2 separate regions of the Oryctolagus cuniculus genome follow, and region 1 is linked to region 2. Evidence: chromatin contacts called from public Micro-C data. All regions are on one chromosome and are shown on one strand. Each heading gives the region's core, a stretch centred on a gene start, on an enhancer-like site or on the middle of the called end of the contact. The rest is flanking DNA. Distances are from core to core; before and after follow the strand shown.

What was found. Hi-C and Micro-C count contacts between places; a contact is called where the count stands out from the background.
Region 1: a contact with region 2 is called in a Micro-C map of ear pinna, with 3 times the contacts expected there. The contact joins two enhancer-like sites. A contact is called at or near these places in 5 of 6 Hi-C or Micro-C datasets (ear pinna, embryonic fibroblasts, liver and 2 more).

Annotation. Positions count from the first base shown.
Region 1 is chr2:134,477,422-134,481,117 of mOryCun1.1, forward strand. DNAAF10 (dynein axonemal assembly factor 10) reads left to right here. Exons shown (of 8, transcript XM_002709829.5): 7 at 781-878. Among named protein-coding and RNA genes, the nearest start is that of PNO1, 21 kb to the left of the region's middle. Within about 2 kb of position 1,995, at least 2 of the 8 cell types and tissues checked have an H3K27ac peak or open chromatin away from gene starts, as enhancers often do. A contact at or near this core is called in ear pinna, where this site is marked.
Region 2 is chr2:134,315,306-134,318,993 of mOryCun1.1, forward strand. All of the region lies in intron 1 of PLEK (pleckstrin), which reads right to left. The region is part of intron 2 of PPP3R1 (protein phosphatase 3 regulatory subunit B, alpha); the gene reads left to right. Among named protein-coding and RNA genes, the nearest start is that of PPP3R1, 36 kb to the left of the region's middle. Within about 2 kb of position 1,711, at least 3 of the 8 cell types and tissues checked have an H3K27ac peak or open chromatin away from gene starts, as enhancers often do. A contact at or near this core is called in ear pinna, where this site is marked.

The DNA of each region.
Region 1 (3,696 bases), core at 745-3,244, 160 kb after region 2:
CGTGAAACTAAAGACTTGCAGGAATTAAAATTCAGATAGGCATTTGGCGCAGTGATTAAGATGCCTGCATCCCATATTGGAGTACCAGGATTTTTATCCCAGACCCTCTTCCCCCATTCTGATCCGTTTTCCTGCTGACGTCAACCCTGGGAAGCAGCAGGTGGTGGCTCCAGTACTTGGGTCCCTTCTACCTACGTGGGAGAACCAGGCTGATTTCCAGGCTCCTGGCTTTGGCCTGGTCCAGCCCAGGCTCTTGGAGGCATTTGGGGAGTGAACCAGTGTTTAGGTCTGTTTTCCCTCTCTTTGTCTGTCTCTTTATCTGTCTCTTCCTGCCCCCTCCCCACCATCTGCCTTTCAAAAAAATGAAGATAAATATAAAAGTTTAAAAGATCCAGTCTTCATTTTTTCCTTAAGAAATTTTTGTAGTTTGAGTATTTTTTCCCTCAATCTGAGCTGGAGATATTTAAAGGTATAAAATCTACCTTCATAATTTATATGGTACTGTAAACTTCAATGGACTTTTATCTTTCTTTTGTTTTAATCAAGCAGCACTTTGTTTCGTAAAGCAATAAAGAAAAATGGTGCTCTTTCTAGTTTCTGATGGGCCCCTATAAATCTGTGTAGCCATTATAAAGAGACTACCCAGAAAAAAAAAAAAAAAAGGCTTACTTATTTCTATAGCAGCCAAAGGTGTAGTAGTAAAAATGCTTTATTCCCAGGGCCTCTCTTTGAAGGCACCATTCAGCATATAAACCAATGTGTCCCTCTCATCCTGTTTAGGCCCACAAGTCTACGGTGTGGCAGGTCCGACACCTGCCGCAGAACAGGGAGCTCTTCCTGACGGCCGGGGGCGCGGGCAGCCTTCACCTCTGGAAATAGTGAGTGTCTGCCTGGGGCCTTGCTCCCTTTGCGGTTCCTTGTGGGTGTGAAGTGGGATTCGATTGAACCTTTTTGTCTTGTTTCCTCCTGTGCCTTGCTTCGTTTTGGTATGATTTTAAATTCCATGATGTTACATAACTATTGTTTTGTAAGCTTTTTTTTCCCTTTACTCAGTCTTTATTTCACACTTAGTAAATATTCACCTTCTTTTGACACACCAAATATATTTGTCATTACTTTGTGTCTTTATTGCAGAACAAGAAGCAGTTCTTTTCATAGATTTTGAAATCATAATTTTTGAGAATGTGACAAATCTGAACAAAGACTTTTGTCAAATATTGTCTTCTAGTTATTAGAGCGTTACCCTAAGAAGATAGGCAAGGGATGGGAACACTTAGCTTACAATCCTGATCATTCCCCTGGCTAAATGCAGGTAACATCATTGTCATAGAAGCAAAGCATCTCCAGGACCAACCTCTCACAGGGTTTGCTTTCTGCTTCAGGGCTGTTCCCATACCCTGTGCCCTGAATACTGAGGGCCCTCACGTGGTAGGTACTAGGTCAGCTGCTAGTTTTAAAGACTTAATAAAAATTGGAACGTGAATGGTATTTCTGAATACTTTTATTAATGAAACAATATATAGTTGGAAGGGGGAAAAAAACTGAAATCTTTCTCTAAAATCACTCAGGAAAAACAAACACAGAAGCCGATAAACGAAGGAGTTTTCAAAAATAACGTTTGGCTAATGATGTAAGAAGAAAGCTACCAGCCTTACTATATCTGGGGTTTTTACATTTACAGAATCCTTCTCTATCTGTTAGCTCCTTTTGAAGCTAGGAGAGGTTCTGAAACACTCTCGGAAAGACCTTGTTAAAGTATGTAGGGATCCAACCGACTCAAAACACTGGGAGTGCCTGCTTTAGATCAGAATGAGGAGGTTTCCGTGGGCAAGAAAGGAAGGAGAAGTGTTCGGAGACTGGGCCAGGCACGCAGGCCGTGTGTGAATTCCCCTTTTCCAGGCGCTTTGCCCCCGAGCTTCCCTAATGAGTCCATGCTTCCCCCGCCCCTGCCAGGCTCCGCCAGTGCCTCTAGGTGACCCGTGCAGCGTGCAGCGGCATGCCACTGCTTTACAGTCTCCAGGCTGAGTACTTGAAGAACAGGTTCCAGTTTGCTTTGTAACCCACACAGGAACACATTTTCAAGCAGAATAATGAATTTTGTGATCTCAGTAAAGCTGGCTCTGTGTGAAATTAGAAATGAGACATTTATCTCAACGTGAACTTTAGTCCTTCCTGTGATGAATGGCTAGTCTAATCTTCACATTGGTTTGGAGCTTTGCTGACAAGGGTTGGGCCAGTAAAGAGAATTGGTTTAAGAAAAAAATACTTAGCTTTGTTTCCATATACTGGTCTGCCTTGGTGCTTATACAATTAAATTATAAATATTTATTAAGCACTTTTTTTAAAAAAATTTATTTTATTTTTTGAAAGTCAGAGTTACAGAGTCAGAGAGAGGGAGAGAGAGAGAGAGATCCTCTGGTTCACTCTCCAAATGGCCACAATGGCCAGAGCTGGCCCAGACCGACCCAAGCCAGGAATCAGAAACTTCTTCCGGGTCTCCCATGTAGGTGCAGGGGCCCAAGCACTTGGACCACCCTCTGCTGCTTTCCCAGTCCATTAGCTGGGACCTGGATTGGAAGTAGAACAGCCGAGACTCGAACTAGCACCTATATGGGATGTCCACGTTGCTGGGGTCAGCTTTACCGCTACGCCACAGCACTGCCCCCTCTATTGAGGGCTTTAAGAATTCCTAGAAGAGCTCATCTAGTTATTCAGCATTTGTTTCTTTGAATGATCCCCAATATGCTGATTCTTTTGAGTATTTGAAACACAGATGCACACACACACACACATACCTTTAAGCTAATAGAAAACAGAGATTTTTAAAAAGTCTTTATGTTATCTTTTAAAGACTAAATAGCTACAGGCTTTACCAGGAGGTATCCGAAAAACATCTGTAGGTAGACTATTTATTCTTTCAATCAAAATAATTTGCAGGCTCTAAGAGGGCAAGATTATCTAATACTAAGTTATCTGCCTATTGCTTCTCTTACCATTTTTGCTCTCCTTGCTTGCTTTGTGCCTCTTAAACTCTTGTCCTTTACGAGCATTTTGGTGTGAAGGAGGTGTCATAATGGATGCGTAGGAGCTTGGAAAGGCCTTCTGAGGAGGGGTCCCTCCATATCCCACCAGCTCCTTCTGTATCCCACACCTCTTAAAAAGAGGGCTGTTTTTTCTGTCTCCCCTCTCAGATTGGTCAGACCAGGTCATGTCAATGAGTTGTTACATTTCAGCTCTTCTTACTTTATACATTTATATCTTCAGCTGAAAAAAATAAGCCAATGTTCTCAGAATCGTTTGTTCCTTCTTTGAAGCAATGATGTTTAAAAAGTCTAAAATCTACACCGAGCAGCAGCTTCCCACATAAATGGTACACAGAAGGTCCTCAGGTTTGGATCTGTAAGGTGGAGCTCCACTGTCAGTTTCCATTCTGATAGATGAGGTTCCGTGGATGTTACCACAGCTTTCGTTTTGCATATATTGTTTGCCTGTGCTGAATAGCAATCCAAATTTAGAGAAGAATTACAATGAAAGGTTATTAACAGCACCAGGTACATTTGTTAAAGAATGCTAGATCAACCTCACATTCTTTAATATTTTCATATTAAAAAGAGAAAATGCAGGAAATACAGGTGTATGTTGAATAAAAGCAATATCTAGAGGATTTTAGTAAAACTAACCCTTCTTTGTGAGATG
Region 2 (3,688 bases), core at 461-2,960:
GATCTGAAGCCAGGAGCCAGGAGCTTCTTCCGGGTCTCCCACGTGGGTGCAGGGGCCCAAGGACTTGGGCCATCTTCTGCTGCTTTCCCAGGCCATAGCAGAGAGCTGAATCTGAAGTGGAGCAGCCGGGTCTTGAACCAATGCCCATATGGGATGCCGGCGCTTCAAGCCAGGGCTTTAACCCACTGCACCACAGCGCCGGCCCCTTACATAAATATTTTAAAACATCAGACTGTCATTCAGGTCCTGGATCTTTTCTGAGCTAGCTCTTGCATGGCTGGGTAGGAGGGAACAGCTTAGCCAAATTTGACAGAGAAGACAACCTAAGCACCAATTTAGGGCTGGTATTATGGGAATTTATCCTCACTCTATAGCAGTAATCCAACATTAAACGATAAATTCCTCCAGATAATTGCATACAGGCTATCTTTCTTAACTTACCTATGGAGTTTAACCTTTCCCTGGAGGTTTTTATGAAATTAAGGCTTTCAAATAAAGCTTGCATTCACTCATGGGGGTAGCATGAGGGGTGATGGAACTCTTCTGTAACCTGGTAATGGCAAGGGTTGCGTGAATCTGAACAAGTAGTAAAGCTCATAGAGCTATACATGCACACGGAGCTAACTTTACTGTTGGTTTACTTAAAAACAAACAAACGTGAAAACACCAGGCAAAGTGGCCCATGAGGCAAGGAATCAAGCTCCAAGGTTAGATTATCTTATAGGTAGCAAGTTAGATACAAGGCGAGTTAGGTACAAAGTGAGTGCAAACAGAAGAGCACCACTGCCAGCAGTGGAGAGCGGGCTCATGTGCTAGAGAACTCTCGACCCTGAAGCCCAAAGCAATAGGGTTTTTAAAGGCAAAAACCACAAAATCGGGAGGAAAATACATGGTTGCTACGATCAGGGGGAACACATGGTTACTGGGGTCAAGCTAACCTAAAGCCTATGTGAAAATAATATCAATTATTATCTTAACATTACCAGTTACTATCTTAATCTTGACATTAATCCAGGTATTGCCCTAAATCATATGCAGGACATGGACAAATTACAATCTTATCATTAACCCAGGTGTAGCCTGTTTTTAAGCTTGAGCAATCATTTTAGGGGGTTTCTATGCTTTGCCAAGTGTGATGCAGGTTGCCAAGTGTGATGCAGGGGACTGCTATTGTCTGAATGCTTTAGATCACAGTTTCAGACCAGAATCTCGTGGTGGGGGCGGGGTGGGGAATGCTTTCTCAAGATGGAGTCTCAGGTGATCCAAAATGGAGTCTCTACTGTCAAAGTGTTACTTCAAGCTAACACAGTATCACGGAATATTCCCAAGGGGCAGACTACTAGAGACACTCCCCAAGGGGTAGCTGCCAGGTGGTCCCCTCCTCTTTCCTTCAGAGGGTCTGTTTTGAGTACTGTGTATATTGCTTTGGCCGTGTAGGGTGCCTTTATCAACTCTGGAGTCAGGGAGCTGAAAACTTGGTATGCTGATGATTGAGAAGGCAGAACGTGGCAAATGTGGAGTGTGAGAAGTAGATACCCAAATCCAAAACAGGGTTAACTCAATTGGGTTAACCTCACTGGATCTGAGGAATCAGAGTCTGCAGGAACATGCAAGATGAAGAGCCCATAGGGGGGCTCACCAGGAGGCAAGTTACAGGAATGAGGAGCCATGGTGAGGACAGGCATATACAGGTGGCTAAGGTTGGCACCCTGAACCTCTGGGAGAGCCAGGTGGACATCTGCTGCCTAGAGGCTCAGCCTCCTGAACCACAGCCCAGTCTATGTTTACCACAGTGTCTGCAAAATCCCTTGGATTAATTACAGGGTGGCTTTGCTTTGGCTACTGTGGTCCTTGGCAGTTCTGCACTGTCTAGAACCTGTGAATCTTTTTGGAGTTTAACTATCTTGGGAGGAAAACTGTCTGAGCAGACTTGAAGGCAGGGGTGGAAGCCACCTGCTGAAGACAATAATGAGCATTTGGCAGGGTGGGTGGGGAAAATGAGACACAGCAGAGGGGAGAGGGCTGGGAAGGAGCCCACTCTCTCCTGCCTGCATCTGGTGCCCCAGGAGCTGCTCTTGAGCAATGCCTCTCTAACGAGTTGGCGTGAACTTGTACTTGTTCCTCCCTCAGGGAAGGAGGGAAGACAGGCTTGAAGCTGCTAAAATGCTTGGAGAATCTCCAAAGAGAAGCTTGACACAAATGCAACACTCTAATGAAAACAGCTTGGGCCTGGCTAAATAGTGACTATTTTAACTAAACAAGCACATGGGAGTCGATGACAATTGTCCTGAAAAAGAAGCAGTACAGCCCTTGTACACAGAATTTGATGCTTTAGAGTCTTGTTGGTATTCACTTCACTGTGGTTTTCTCAGACCTAGGCTGGTATCTATTTAATCCCAGCAGTGCTGAGAACAACCACCTTCAGGGACTGCCTATGGACATAAACACCTTCTTCAGCCTACACCACCTCCAAGAACAATGTTCTTTGCCTTGCAAAAATTATTTGCTGGTTGGGGGGGAATTTGCTTAGCCTTATGGGGAGGGCATCTCTCCAGCCATTGGAATGATCTGGAATGCCTGTGAAAAGGTAGATTCCTAAGCTCACCTAAATCAATGTCCCACAGAGAGTAAGTCCAGAGCATCTGCATGTTATGAAGCACTTTAGGTGATTTTTGTACTAAAATTTAGAAAACACTGCCCTAGAGTTTATTCATCGCAGTCCTTTTTTATGTTCATGTATTCATTCAACAAACATTCTTGTGCCAAGTACTCTGGATGCAGGAAATGGTAATGGGAGTGTAATGAAAAGTAATCAAAATGCCCATTGTCAAATAATGATGACTAAATATGATAAAGGCTATACTAGAAGGGGACAGTGAAATATATGAAAGCATAGAGGAGGAGCCTGTAGGAGTTGGAGGTAGCTTCATCTATGACATCTGAGCTGCCTCTTGGGGAATGAGTAGAATCTAATCAGGACAAGACAGAAAGCATATTTTAGGGGTACACGAGGTACTGCAGGGCACTGGCCTACAAAGTCATGCCATCCACTCTGGAAGCCACGATTCTGTGTGGCTGGAGCACTGGGAAGAGTGGAGGAGGAAACAGGCACGGGCTGGGGCCAGACTATGAAAAGCTTTGTACACACACACAGCGTAGGCTTAGCTCTGCAGAAAGTGGGAACTAGAGGAATTTTTTAAGCACAGAGAGACAGAAGGATATTTGTGTTACAGAGAAATCTTCCTGGTGGCAGTTTGGAGGCAGGGAGATGGGTACAGAAGCTTCTGCGATGGTGAGAGGGAGGGGGCTGTATTGAGGTAAACGAGAAGTCTCTGTGGTGAAGTCCGTGACTGTGAGAAGACAAGAGAGAAGGGCAAGGCACGGATGCCGGCTACGGATTGCCAGCTTAGGCCACAGGATGGGGAGGTAGGAGGACCATCGCTCAGGAGAGAGAACAATCAGGCAAAGCAAGTGATCGTGGCTAGTCTGAGTCAAGAAGCTCACACAGAGGCAACATTTCCAACATTCACATAACCCTTCCTGCTCAGAATTTGAAAGCGGATCTGATGCTTGAGCTTGCAAGCAAATCCTAGTGCCCATTAGTGTGGTTTCTACTGTGTTAGGAAACAGGTGTGAAGATATTTGTTAGGTGGAAAACATAATCCCATACCATGTAGTATTATTCAAT